3 separate regions of the Mus musculus genome follow, and all the other regions are linked to region 2. The links are chromatin contacts, called in public promoter capture Hi-C maps. All regions are on one chromosome and are shown on one strand. Each heading gives the region's core, a stretch centred on a gene start, on an enhancer-like site or on the middle of the called end of the contact. The rest is flanking DNA. Distances are from core to core; before and after follow the strand shown.

The links. Promoter capture Hi-C pulls out the DNA fragments that hold promoters and counts their contacts.
Region 1: a contact with region 2 is called in a promoter capture Hi-C map of liver, with 2.2 times the contacts expected there. The contact joins the promoter of Kansl1 here to the promoter of Map3k14 in region 2. A contact is called at or near these places in 3 of 39 promoter capture datasets (liver and neutrophils) and 1 of 115 datasets of contacts at active chromatin or transcription factors (astrocytes).
Region 3: a promoter capture Hi-C map of liver shows a contact between it and region 2, with 5 times the contacts expected there. The contact joins the promoter of Mettl2 here to the promoter of Map3k14 in region 2. A contact is called at or near these places in 2 of 39 promoter capture datasets (liver and pre-B cells).

The regions. Positions count from the first base shown.
Region 1 is chr11:104,439,335-104,443,897 of GRCm38.p6, forward strand. It overlaps Kansl1 (KAT8 regulatory NSL complex subunit 1), which reads right to left and starts at 2,986. Exons shown (of 15, transcript NM_001372459.1): 1 at 2,391-2,986.
Region 2 is chr11:103,264,207-103,269,077 of GRCm38.p6, forward strand. Map3k14 (mitogen-activated protein kinase kinase kinase 14) reads right to left here and starts at 3,195. Exons shown (of 16, transcript NM_016896.3): 1 at 3,132-3,195.
Region 3 is chr11:105,124,047-105,129,010 of GRCm38.p6, forward strand. Mettl2 (methyltransferase like 2) reads left to right here and starts at 2,379. Exons shown (of 9, transcript NM_172567.3): 1 at 2,379-2,560; 2 at 2,730-2,821; 3 at 4,695-4,964. The coding sequence starts at 2,451.

The DNA.
Region 1 (4,563 bases), core at 1,736-4,235, 1.2 Mb after region 2:
AAATTAAACTGTTTTCTAGCTTCCAGAATTTTCCTTAACAGGACAGTAAATTATCTAAAAATCAAAGAGTGCTCTGCAGATTTAATATTACATGAACATGAAAGTCAAGACACTACTGGTCTGAATTGGGTTTTCATGAAAGATGCAGCAACCCAATACTTGCAGATTCCTATAGGTAGGAAAACCAAACCTCCAATTTATCTCAAAATCTGCATAGAACTGATGACTTTTGTGTACAGAAACAAATCATCACATACACTTAATTAAATAACTACCTTCATCAGAATAAAGATTTTAAGAATCTATGTGATTGTTAATGGTTCCAAGTAGATCACACTTCAAAAATAATGTCAAACCACCTCAAGTTCTGAGGTCACTAACAAATCAAATCAAATATTCTAAAGGTCAAAAGAACTGTACACTTGGTTGGCTAAACCTAGTGGAAATCTAATTCAGGATTCCATGACTAAGGGTCGTTACCAAATAGTTACAATACATTGTTTAAATTTCCAAAGGATGAGCATTTTTACCTCGCAATATTTTTAGAGCAACACATCACACTGCACCTATCACATGACATGATGTAACTGTTAGCAAAGAAAATGGCCCAAGCCATTGATAACATACATCAGGAGAAAACAGATCAATCATACTCAAGAATTACATTTTATATTTACTTTTTGAAGCTAGTAACTTACCTAGAAAAAGAAAAAAATGTACTTTAGCATTTTATAGTTAATATTTACAAGAAGTTATAACAACCAAGTAAGAAGATTGGAAAACTAGAATTAAAAACTTCTCTATCAAAAATGCAACAAAGAAACACATCAAAAGTATCCACTGTCAGAAGAAAAAAAAAAAAAAGTCTCAACTGACAACAGCTGCAGTTAATTGAAAATTTCTAAATTGGTAGGAGAATAAGACAAGAAACCAAGTACAGCCCATAGAAGAGAGGAAAGGGAAACACGCCCACTTTATGCTTTTGTAAATACTGGTACTTCAAATGACCTTAAAAACAAAAACAAAAAAGGGAGGTGGGGTGGGAAATATAAACTGCAGACCAGTCTAAGAAACAGAAATCATTTTAATATAACGATTTTCCTACTTGATTGAAAGTACTTTTGAGAAGAAGTTCTGTAACTATATCATGATTATGCAAGGCAAGGATTATGTAATTTTATCGTTTATTTTAAAATGTTCTCCGAATGTATTAAAAAAAAAAAACCCTAGAGCATTGTGATCTCTCTAATGGGCAGAGGGACACTTACTTGGCTACAGCTTAAAATATTAACATACACCCCCCCAAACAAACAAACAAAACCCCACAATGATTGCTAGCCACGTGACGAAGGATATGGCAACACCAGGATTGTGAATGGAGGGGAGGAAAGCTAGGTTGGAGGACTAGCGAGATTTCTCTTAACTTTGGGGACTGCAGGATTCGGGTTTCTCAATCTTTAAGGTACCAAATTCTAACCCCTAAGAGTTGTACAGCTAACACCCTCAAGTGCGGTTTTATTAATAGGTCACGGAAAATGCTCCAGTGACCTCCAGGATAAAGGAGGAAAAAACAGGCGGAGGAAAGAGCAATTTAAAGTGGCGCCATCATGTCACCCCTTTTCCCCTAAGGCAATCAATAAGCAATAGTTAAGTAACGAGTTTCTCTAAAAATCCACATTGGGATTCCAACATTGGAAAACAAAAGGATTTCTAGGTAAAACATGGGAGTAAGATTGTTTACAATACGGAAAACAATTATAAACTATTTGCTGAGAATCAAAGGCCGTCAGTCCGAAAACAGGCCCCCCCAAAAGCAGTAAGATTCCAACTCACTTAAAAGCAAATAAATGCCTCTTCCTCTTTAGTTGAAAAAAAGGGCTGCCTGAGACTAGATCCGAAAACGCAAATGACCTCAATATTTAAGCAACAAAAAATGTTAACAATCAGAGTTGTGATACAAACCGTGAGACAGACATGCAAGATGTGTTTGAGCAAAGAAAGACCTTTTGCAGTCAAGAGAAGTTCAAGGCGAGAGCAAGAGTTTGTTTTTGGTCTTTTTGTTTTTGCTTTTTTTTTTTTTTTTTTTCGGAAATAAACCAGGTTCTCCAGGCCGCCTTTTTAAATAGAACGCCAAAGGAAAGCCCAGCGAACGAGGCGGCAGCTGGTGGGGAAGGGCCCCCGCACACCCCCGCCCTTGGGGCGACTCCCAGCCCGGACCCGCAGCGGGGAAGCCCGGAGAGGCCATTTAAAGTTCCGGGGATTTTTCTTCCCCTGCCCAGCCTTTCTAGTTACAACTAACAAAGAGAGGGAGAAATGGGAACCACAGGGAGAGCGAGGAGAAGGAGAAAGGGCAGCGGGAGGAGGAGGAAAGGAGCAGCAGCAGCACCTACCACGTGATGGAGGAGCGTAGCCCGGGCGGATTCGGCCCCACAAAATGGGCGCAGTTTGCAAACAGCCCCCCGGCCTGGGCGCCGAGGACCAGCGGGCGGGGGCGCGCGGCTGCTGCTCCGGCCCGGCCCGCCGCTCTCCTCCCCCCCGGCGCCCGGAGCCGCCCTGACTTTCCGGGCGGGGGGGCGAGGCGGAGGGGGAGGGGAAGGCGGCGGCGGCGGGGAGCGGCTGCTTTTTCTTCTCTTTCGGGCCCTTTCTCCGGCCTTCCTCCGTTCCGACCCGGCCTGGGCACGGCGGGGACCGCAGCCCCGGGCGGGCGGGGGCAGAGGGTAAAGCTGCCCCCCCCGCCCCGCACAAACAAGCGCCGCCGTCTGCAGCCCGCGCCCGCACCCCGGCCGCCACCCCGGGAGCTTCTTCCCGGCCGGGGAGCGCACTTCGGCCGCCCCCCAAGCCGCCGCGGCGAGACGAGTCGGCTTCGCTACGGCGCTTGGTTCTCCCGCCGGCTCAGCGAGCGGTGGCGGTGGCGGCGGCGGCACTGGGAAAATGGCGGCCGAGCTCCTTTTCCCTCCCCCCCTTTAATCTGAAGCGGAGGGAGAATGGAGCGAGCAAGCGAGCGGGCGAGTGCCGGGGACACGGGGAGGAGGGACAGCAGCGCCTCCGCCGGCTGCGGCTGCGGCGGGCCGCTCCGCCCCGGCGCGCCGCCAGGGGGCGCCCGCCTCGCCGCCCCCGCGGGCTGCCAGGAGGCGCGGCCGCCGCCGCCTCAGTCATGGCTCCTAGCCGCGGCCGCTGCTTCTGCGCCTCTGTTTGCGGAAACCGGTGCCTGGTGCCTGATACGTGCGGCAGCGACACGCGGCACTGCGGCAAGCGACGCGGGGCCCTCGCTTCGATCGAGGTGAGGCTAACCTGAGGCGCTGATGCCGTCACATTCCCTCGGCTCTGTGGCTGGCGGTGCTGCGCGCCGGTTTGAGGGGAGGGCGGACTGACACAGCAGAGCTAGAGGACGTGAGCGAAGAACTGTGTGTGCAGTGAATGAAGAAGCTGCTGCGGCCACACTACCCCAGGGCCAACCGTGCTCTGAGACGGGCAGGAAGCTCCCTGACCAGTGACGCGGTCCCTGCCACCCGCCCTTTGTCCTACACCCTGCTCTGTACACTGCAGCACACGGCTGGCTGCTAGCCCTAGCGCCACGCTCTGCAGCCGCCAAACCAAAAAATAAGCGGACGCCATTGCGCAGGCGCGAGCTAGGACCGACTCGGGGCTAGCCCGGGCAGGGGCAGCTGGGAGCTAGAGGGGAAATGATGGCCCACCAGCGCCGGGCCCGCTGGGAACTGTAGTTTTCGTTAAGCCCGCGTGTTGTTTTAGGCTTCTTGATTTGTCAGATCCGCCAAAATAGGCAAAAACGCATTCATTACACAGTAATTTTTTTGTTTCCTGCTACTACCAAATTAAAGTTCACAGACCCGCTAAAAGTTTAACAATGAACAACAAAAGCAAACCTGTCATGTTCTTACCAGCGTTGACTTAAAAGTAGTGGCACCTAATTACTCTTGACTCTAGTTTGTCAGCACGATATCGGTTCCTTCCTCCCAAATAAGGTTTAATATCAGAGAACATTTTCTGGACTTAGAAAACTTAATATAACGCAAAGTGACACATTACACAGTACAAATCCACCACCCTTTAAAGCTAACCATGTCCAAAGATTATTAGGACTCACCAAAATCAAATAGCATAAAACTTGTTCCAACAACTAAATCACCAAGCTCAGCAGATGAGAAGAGTAGAGTCTACCAAAAGGAAGATGTAAAATGCTCAATACTTTGTGTGGTTTACCAAACCAGTATCCGGTGTTATGTGTCACTTCAGCTCCTCAAAAAAAAAAAACTATTGTTATAGACCAGTTTTCATTAGCCCACAAAGTCTCTAACTCAACAAGTTTCTGCAGTATCTGCATCTATATTTCTCTTGAATTTCCATCTGCATTTTTAAAATTACACTCTCAAACATGATCTTGGTTTTCAAATATCAAAGGCAGGAGACAACATAGAGTCAATACACAGGGATAAACTGATAGATGTATACATATTTACATATGCATCCAAAAAAGATCAATAGTTTGGGCTTTTTAACTTATAATACAGGTAAGATTGTGTGTTTGCATGTGTGTGTATGTAT
Region 2 (4,871 bases), core at 1,945-4,444:
TTCTAGGCATGACAGCAAATTCCTAAGGAGTGCTGTCTGCTTTACTTAAACCCCATTTTAAAGATCTTTGCTCTCTATACTGTAAGAACACAGAAAGGCTGTCTACAAAATTATTCCCCATGAACGTAACTCCAAAGGATTTCTACCAGGGAGTTCAAGATGAAAGACTCTGAAATGGCAAGAGAGGAGAGGGGCCTCAGTTTAAGCATGAATGCAGGAGCACACAGGCCTCTGAGGAAAGCTCCCTTTGTGCCGTCACTCAGGCAGTGAGGGAAGCTGGAACTCAGGCCCCTACCTCAGCACCCGGGTCCAAGCTGCTGAAACTCACTCCCACACTGCCTGCCTTCCACCCGGCCTTCCCGTTCTACCCCACAGCATCAGCCTCGCAGTCGGCCTTACCAAGTGAACAGAGTGCTCGCACTTGAACAGCTCGCCCTACCCGAGAAGACACGCCACCGTTCCTTTCCCTTATTCGGGATCCTGGTGTGCAGGGAGGGCTGACTTATCCAACTCTCCAAGCCCACCCTTCTCCCCACCCACCTCACGATGGTGCCACCAGAAGTGCCCAGGGTGCTCAGAGGTCTCCAGTTTAACTGAAATGCTAAAACGGGGCAAACAGGAAGCATCACACACAACTGCGGTAGTGACTTATTAATCACGAAAGCAGAATTTTAGTTGCATTTTAACCTTTTGCCAGGAAAAAAAGAAAAAAAAAGCATCTAGCCGATGGGTGCTATCGGAGGAGCCGTCTGTCTGTCTGTCTGTCTGCATGTGCAGCGAGCTGACCTGCTACTGGGTCTGAATTCAGTTTTCAGTTTTCTTTTTTCTTCTTGGGGGGAAAAATCTGTCAAGCCAATCAGGTCTTCCCGGGGGAGAAGCACCTGTAAGAAGCCCATGTGCTGTCCACTGAGACAAGAAGTTAAAAATAAATAGATAAATACAAAATTAAAAAAAAAAGAAACTAAAAGTGACTTCACAGGCAAACTCTTAAGACAAGGGGGGGGGGGGATGGCCTAAAGGAACAAGCGTAGATCTGAGCTTTTATCCGTTTTACATCCGACCGATCTCCTCCCAGCCCCTAGCTCAGAATGGACCCTAGAACTCACCAAAAATCTCACAACAGTTGTCTGGGGTGGAGCAACCAATCAGGGCGAGCCCTGTCCTCTCCAGCCCGAGCCGATCACAAAGGAATCTGTGTTCATCAGGGGAACCAAAATGAGGAACCACACTCCTATCTGCCAAGAATGAATGGCAAAACCAGGCAGGTTTTTTTTTTTTTTTTTGAGATAAAGGTTCATTTGGCAGAGTCTCTGTCTGTGGTGCCACTCCCACAAACTCTAACAGACACCAGAGGCAAACAAAACAAAACAAAACAAAACAAAACAAAACAAAAAAACCAACAACCTTCAGAACTGCTCCATCCACCCCAAAAACAATCCGAAAATGACCTGAAGCCTGAAGCCTGATCACGTAGTACTATTTGATTTCACAAACTTCTGGTATGTATTTCTGGGTATGTACAGCTGGGCACTTATTTCTAAAATTAAAGTCAGACATACTAACTATTATTATGAGCTGTTCTGAGAAATTTATCACACTCTTCCAAATAAATCAGGATGTCTTCTTTCTTTCTTTTTCCTCTCTGGTGCTCTGAGACAGGGCCTTGCTATGAAGCCCTGACAGGCTTCAAAGTCACAACAAATCCTCCTTGTCCCAGCCTCCCAGTGATGGATTACAGGTGTGTGCCACCATGCCTAGTTTTCAAGATGTCTTAAGGGCGTCTGAAAAACTCATAAAGCTGGCATCCATCCAAAGGAATTGCCTTTGACATCACTTTAAATACAAGAGGAAATACACACATACATCATAAGCAAGTCAAGAGTCTTCAAAGCATCCTCTCACATTAACAGCAAAAAGATCACCCCAACCCCCCCCCCTTTCTCTATCAAAGTTAGGTTATGCTGTTCTTATTCAGGGATCTGGAGAACTCACCCTCACTCATGGCTCTGAGGCCACAGACGAGGCATATCATCCCTCACACCTGGTTCAGGTACTTCGCTTACCAACTGGACAACAGTCTATGCATCTGACCACACCTACCACTAAATGGGAAAGTTACTAAGCAAAACCCTGCAGAACTGAAGTTAGGAAACAATCCTCTAATCTTTCAGAGAGACTATGTTTCTAGATACTCGCCAGTGTTCCGAAGTCCACTGGTCATGGTGCCACTCCTCGTTCAGTTCATTCTTTTAGCGCCCTTAATCCAGTCATTAGTGTTCATTGTCTCCAATTAACAACAACAACAACAACAACAACATGTCATTAAGACACTGATATTTGAAACTTTTCTCCACTCATCCACTTGACAGCCCATGCACACCCCTATCCATCCTTTAGGGCTGTCAGCCATCTTTTAATCTCAACTGGGGGGTGGGGAGTGGAGGGGGGGAGGTCTGAAGTTAATGAACATGATGAGGTTCCAAAGCAGGTGGGAATCTCTGCCTCAGACAAATGTTTCTTTTCACTTGGTGACAGGTGGCTGAAAGTTGCCAGAGCCGGGAAGAGCTTCCAGGACGGGACTAGTACATATAAACAGATTCCAAAAGTTCCGAGTAGAACACAGAATTAGAGAAGGGTAAGGACCATCGAGGAGGGAGGACAGCACCATCAGCGACTAGCATTGCTCTACTGAGTGCCCAGAGCAGTGATCCTCTCAGAACAAGTGATCCCAAGCAGTTCAAAGGGAAAGGCTGCTCATGTCACTGCTAGGGCAGTGGAGCGATCACCTTCTCTTGGGGGACACTTAGGAGCCAGGTCTGCCAGTAGGGCGGCTGAACTCGATGGCACGGATGTTGGGGAAAGGGAAGCAGACAGTACCCGCGCGCGTTCCGGGCAAGCGTGTGACCCGTGGGTGCGCGGCCTGGAGGTTCTAGGCGAGCACGGCGTTTCGAGCGTGGCGCTGATGGCGCTGAGCGTGCGAGCGGGTTAGACCGTAGTCACCCGGCCACCCCTCCCAGCCATCCCTCGTGGACAGCCCGGCTGCAACCCAGTCCCCGCCTGGGAGGCGCCCCTTCCCCGCCCGCTCCCTCGGCGTCCCGCTTTAGGACTCGGGGTTCTGCCCAGTCACCTACCGGCGGAGCGCCGTTGTCCTCAAACAAGCGAGTGTGGCGCTTCGCTGGCCAGCGATCGCTCCGGGCCCCTGCTGCCCCTCCTCGACCACGCCCCCGTGCCTATCCCCGCCCCGGGCCACGCCTCCCCCCGTGGCTGCGACTTTGCTAGCTTCCCGCCTCCTTTCTTTGGCCGCACCGCGACCCTTGATCCCACCCATTCCTATAAGTTAGCCAATAAAACGCCTTGATCCGGTCGGCCTGCCGGCCACTCCTCAGCAGCGATTGGCTAGCGAGGCCTCCCCAAAATGGGCACTGTTTCCGGCCAGGGTATCCAGCGCCGAAGGCTGGGTGGATGGGCGGTCTGTAGGCGAAGGAGGCCAGGGTGTTGGTTGAACTACACATGCGCTCTCGCCTTCTGGCAAATCTTACGGGCTGCATTCTTTTTGAGGTTACGGGAAGGAAGGGCGACTGTACGCATGCGTGGGCATTCCCGGCTTCGGCTTTGGTTACCTTGGAGACGGCGGGGCGCTCTCGCTCTGAGGTCTTGGGTTTCTCTGCTTTCTGCTTGAGGGCGAGGCTGCTTCGTGGGGGCCTGGTGGGGCCAGAAACATTTTTATGGAGCACGTAGAGTGAGCCCGGTTCTGTAAAGTGTGTGGAGATGAGGTTGCTCTGCCTACCCTCGAGAAGTGTGGGGAGCCAAAGGCCTATGTAGGACAGACCGGGTGTTGAAACGCTCTAAGGGAGTGTGCAGATGTGGTACAGTCTCCTTCCACCCCGAGAAGCTTCATGGTGTGTGTGCTGAGCACGGGATCCATTCTAAACTACAGAGTCAGGAAGACTTGGTCTTTGAAAACGTGCTCTCTACAGTGCCCTTTTTATGGGGCCGGGAAAGAGTGTAGGGAATTTATGGATTTTTTTTTTCTTTTCTAACTTTGCTAATGGGCTTCCTACTGTACCACAAGCTTCTGTTTACTGGTAATAAGAAATTACAAATATGTGTTTTTTAAAAAAATGTTTCCAGAATAAAAGATGCGCTGCGACCTTAGAGACTCTGCAAGGAATCCTAACTGCAGATGCAGGGACTGGTGGTATGGTGGGAGTGGCAGCCATATTCTTGGCTGGTTTGAGAAATAAGGAACGGCCTGTCTGGAAAGGTTTGAGCCAGGGCCAGACCACTGTCTGCTTGTGACCACTTTGCAGACCTAGCTTCTTTCTGGAGACAAGTTCAAGCCGACATCTGTTGTTGGACACCGAGAAAGGCCATTCATTTAGACAATGTGGAAACCCCACAACCTGGCCTGCATTCAGGAGGCTGAGGCAGGAGGATGACAAGTTTGAAGCTAGTCTGAGCTGCATAGCCTGACTTCTATGTGGAAACAAAGCCAACTAGATGAGAACCTGAGAGACTCACCCCTCTCCCCTGGGCCAGAAATATGTTAGAGCAAAGCCTGCAGTTGCCCATAGTCCATTGTTACGTTAGTGTCAACCGTGTCAAGAGTTGTCCCTGGAAGCCTTTCTGGCTGTGACTTGCACTGAGCCTATACTTCAGTATATGCAGAACCTATATGTCAGTTTCTGGGACATATCTTGCTAGTGGCCAGCTGAGAGATGGTAAGGCAAGAAAATAAAAAGGGCTGGGGGCCTCTAAAAAACGCTCCTCTCACCCCTAGGGCTTGGCATCTCTGACTCAGAGAGAGAGGCAGAGCTGGGCCAGATGTACAGGTTGGTATCAGGTCTCTTGGGTGTCTGTCTTTCCCTCCC
Region 3 (4,964 bases), core at 1,129-3,628, 1.9 Mb after region 2:
GCACCGCCTGCAACAAGGGGTTGGGAGGGTGATGGGGTTGGGGTGGCTGGGTCATGAAATGATTAACTACCCTGCCCTGGGCTAACATCCAAGTCGATCCCCTGGAGAGCCTTTAGCCTTTCCAAGCATTGAATATATCCGCTTAGTAGGAGAGTGCCCTTTATCGTCCACTAGGGGGCCCCTCGATTCCTCTGAAACACAGTTCTCAATGTATTCTGACCACCTTGCACCACGTCTTCCGAACTCCTTTCAAAAGATGTTAGATGCTTCAACTGCCGAAGGAAAATGAGTTGGTACAGGCCAGCAAAATACATTGTGTAAACTCATTTAGTGGGTTAGCGAGAGGGCACAGCGATTAAGAGCTGCTCTCGAAAGAGGACGTGAATTCAGTTCCCAGCACCTACATCAGGCAGCTCACAACTACCTGTAACTCCAGCTCCAGGAGATCTGATATTCCTCTGAACACACACACACACACAAATAATTTTTTAAAGAAAATGGAGAGGTGACTCAGCGGTTAAGAACACCATCTGCTTTTCCAGAGCACCAGGGGTCAAGTCTTAGCACCCACGTGGCAGCTCACAACTGTGTGTAACTCCTGTTCTAGGGGATCTGATACCTTCACACAGAAATGCATGAAGTTAAATTACCAATGGACATAAAATAGAAATAAATAAATTTAAAAAAGAAAACCAAGCACACACACCATTTTCAGTAAATGATACAATACACTGAAGTAAATAGATACACTGAAATACACTGATGTAAATAGACACAAAAAAGAAAATGGTCTAAAAACAAAAGCTCAAGTTTAGAATAGTTAAACATTTGGAAATGCATGTTGTAATTCCAGCACTGGCAAAGTTAGACGTGACAGGAGGGTCCAGAGTTTGAAGCCAGATAAGGGTACACAGTGACACACTCATCCATTTTCAGAAGCCATGCATTTGAAAGAGTAAGGAGGGGAATATGGGAGGGTTGAGGAGGAGTGATGTAATGTCATAATCTCAAAAATAAAAACCTAGCCAGGTGTGGAGGCAGCACACATCTTTGATCCCAGTACCCAGAAGCCAGAGGCAGGCAGATCTCTGAAGTTGAAACCTTCCTGGTCTACAAAGAGAGTTATGAGATAGTCAGAGCTATATAGAGGAATTCTATATTTAAAAAGAAAATAATAATTAAAACACACACGGGGGGGGGGAAGAAGGGAGGGAGGAGAGGAGAGAGAAAGAGAAGCAGCCATATATTTCAAATGGCTCACTTATTAAAAATAATGTTGGAACTTCAAGTAAAAGGACAATGAGCTTTCTGCACACACAAAAATTATATAATGGGATTGTTGAATGTGAACACTAACAGCTTTTAAAGAGCATGATATTAAAAAAAAAAAATACATATAGCTGGATGTGATGGTGAATGCCTTTAATCCCGGTACTTGAGAGGCAGAGACAGGCACATCTCTGAGTTTGAGGCCAGTTTAATCTGCATAGAGAGCTGGAGGCCAGCCAGAATTACATAGTCCTTCAAAATGTATCAAAATAATAACAAAAACAACAACAATAATAACAACAACAACAATAACTCTGGCTGGTAAAATGGCACAGCAAGTAAGCTGCCTGCCACCAAGCCTAAAGAAATTATAGAGCCTGGAGAGCCCTATAATTAAGGGCACTGGCTACTCTTCTAGGAGACCCATATTTTGATCCCTGGTACCCATATGTTGGTTCACAAGCATCTGTAACTCCAGTTCGAGGAGATCTGGTGCCCTCTTCTGGCCTCCATGAGCATTGCATGCACGTGGTGCACAACCATGCGTACACATAAAGGGGAAATTTATTTAAATAGAAAATATAAGGCTAAAAATGTGCAATTATAAATTATATACCAGTGACCTACTATTAGTTTTAAAATATTTATACATATATGTATAGTATATAAGTGTACAATGTATACATTTAAATAAATTGAATACATATTACAAGCTCTATGCATGAACGAATTACAATTTTTATTGTGCCAATTAAGCCTGGCTTTTCAAGGAGGTGTGGTCGGTTATGTCATTTAACACGGAAGCTTCATGCTCTCAAAACCCACGCGCTGCCTCCCCGCGGACTGTGGTCTGGTGACCACGTCTCATCACAGTCGGCTAGTCAAAGCTTTTCCTGGGGGGAATCTTGGGACCTGCACGGAACCGTACTCGAGGGAATAGCCTCCTACTTCCTCCCCGTGCTGCACGCCCTTGTGCATCTCCAGGGAGAAATGACTCCTTTCGGACTCGCCTCCGCTGAGCTTCCCAATCACTTGGAACCCGCCCCGCCCCGCCCCGCCCCGCCCCGCCCCGCCCCGCCCCGCCCTCCATCTTCCCTCCCAGTGACGCTACTTCCGGAAGGGGCGTGGCCCACAGGAAGTCCTCGCCTTCGGGAAGAGAAGGCGTTTCCGTCTCCGGTGTCATGGCGGCCTCCTTCCCTGAAGGCGTGCCGGAGACCGAGGACGGGAAGAGACCGCAGTTCGGGCACCGGTTCCTGAGCGACCCGGCGCGCGTCTTCCATCACAATGCCTGGTAACTGCCCTGCATCTCGCCCGGCTCTTCGCCAGCCCGGAGCACTTGGAGAAAAGCCCTGCCCGCTGGCCCTCCTCCCGCGGCGGTAGCTGAAGCGTTCGCCTCCCGAGGACCGACGTTCCCGGGTCCGGGACCGGTGGGCCTGAAGCTGCCCGTTTGGTTTTCACAGGGACAACGTGAAGTGGTCCGAGGAGCAGGCCGCGGCGGCGGAGAGGAAAGTGCAGGAGAACAGCTCCCCGCTGGTGTGCCCGGAGAAGCAAGGTGCGCTCCGTTGTGCCCGCAGTGTGGGACGCGCCTCCTCCAGACGGCAAGAAAAATGGGGGCACCGGGATCGTTTTATCACTGACCTGATGGAGAACTCCGGCCCAGAACGGGTCGGGGAGGGGACGGGTTAGGAGGCAAAGGGGCTGTCTTCTAACAAAGTCTTGAAGCCATTGGGGTTGGACTTTGTTGTTGTTGTTGTTGAACTCTCTAGTTCTACGAGTGTCGCGTTGATGTGGCTGGCCTGTGGCAACCGTAAAGTCGTTCAGTCATCTTAGGGTAGCTTCTACAGTTTACCTTCTGCTGGGACGTTTCCATCAGAGCTAGATTGATGTGGTCGGATCCTAACGTACTGTGGGAGGAGAGGATTAGATCATAACATCTTTTCTTGAGGTGTTGGGTTTGGAGATGTGGGACTTCTACCAAAGAAAGATGCGTGCAGCAGAGTGGAGAGACGAGTCTGCTCAAAGCGAAAGAGGTCATTTCCGAAGACAAGAATAATTCCTTTATAAAATACTAGAACTGGTTGTCCCTGTTTCTAGGAGGCGTTTGAAAGTAAACCTGGAACTTTAAGGTAATAGGCATCAGGGGGTTGGAGAGATGGCTCATCGGTTATGATAATAAGCACTGATAGTTTCTCTATAGTACCGAGGTCACTGGCCAGGCACGTACCTCCTAAGATGTAGGGGTGTAATCTCTTGGGAGGCAGAGACAAGAGGTTGAGTGGGGTCAAGAGCATCCTTGCTACGTAGAGTTCCACTCCTGCCTGGGCTGCATGAGAGCTTGTCTCAAAAATAAGTATATGTATATATTCCAGTTGCAAAGTAGGCACCCTGCCTGCATTGTTAGGTAGATAAGACTAGATAAAGCTTCGTAGAGTTGAGAGGGATTTTGAAAATCATGTAGCCCAGTATCCTCTTTTCGCAGTTAAAGGACCAGTTAGCCAAGTGCAGTGGTGTATTCCTGTAGACTCAGCTCCGTGGGAGGCTGAGGCAGAAGGATCACTGAATTGGAGGCCATCCTGGGCAGCATAGGGTGATCTAGTCTCCAAAACGATTAAACTTGGACCACGGGGCCTTAAGTGCTTTGCCTAGAGGTAAGCAGTCAGTGGTGGATTCCAATTTCTCAGGTTTTTATTCTTTCATCAATTCTAGTCCAGGTCTCTTGTGTTGACAACGAGCAGAAAAAGAGCCCCTATCAGTCTCCTGATTAATCAAAACTCTTCTTGCTTCTGGAAGGCAGTTTCCCATTGTCTAGTTTTGTGTGTTTTCTGGTTATTTATTTTAGTATTCATTAGCAATCTTGACTTTGTGCCTGGCCCCTGCATTCTAAAGAAGCAGGAACATGCCTTCTGAAAAGCTTCGTGGATGACAGTCACTGAATGTATACAAACGTCCAAAGAACCTGGGACATTTAGCTTGTAAATTTAAAAAAAAAAAAAAAAAAAAAAAAAAACTTACAAGGGAAAATAATTACCACACACACCAAAGAACCTGTCTGTCCCTGACGAGTAGAACCTTGAAACCAAGAAGAATTAGGTCTTTACTTCTGTGCAATGCTAGGGATTTGCTTAATTTCATAATTTTCCTGTAGTTGAAGGCCATCCAAAGCTGTGTGAGGAAAATGATGGGTAGCTAACTCCCTGTCTGGTGGTTCCAGCAGAAGCTGGGTTTCCTGGGGATGAAAAGTGAATGACCTTAATGTAAGATAGATAGCAAGATGATTACCAGTGGAGGTGTCCAGTTCTGAGACTATGACTGTTCTTAAGCATACTTCTGGATAAAACGACATTTGGTGATGCAGGACAGTTGACATTAGATATAAATAAAATATTTGAGACTGACGTTTAATATTCTTTCTTAAATGTTTGCAGTTGATTATGAAGTCAATGCCCATAAATACTGGGATGACTTCTACAGAATCCATGAAAATGGGTTTTTCAAGGATAGACACTGGCTTTTTACTGAGTTCCCTGAATTGGCACCTAGCCACAGTCACCTGACGGGTGTACCCTTGGAGAAGCAGAGGAGTGACGTCTGTGAGGACGGACCTGGCTTGACAGCAGAACAGCACAAGTGTTCTTGTGCCAGCCCTGGATGTGAGACTCAGGTGCCTCCCTTGGAAGAGCCAGTGACTCAGAAGC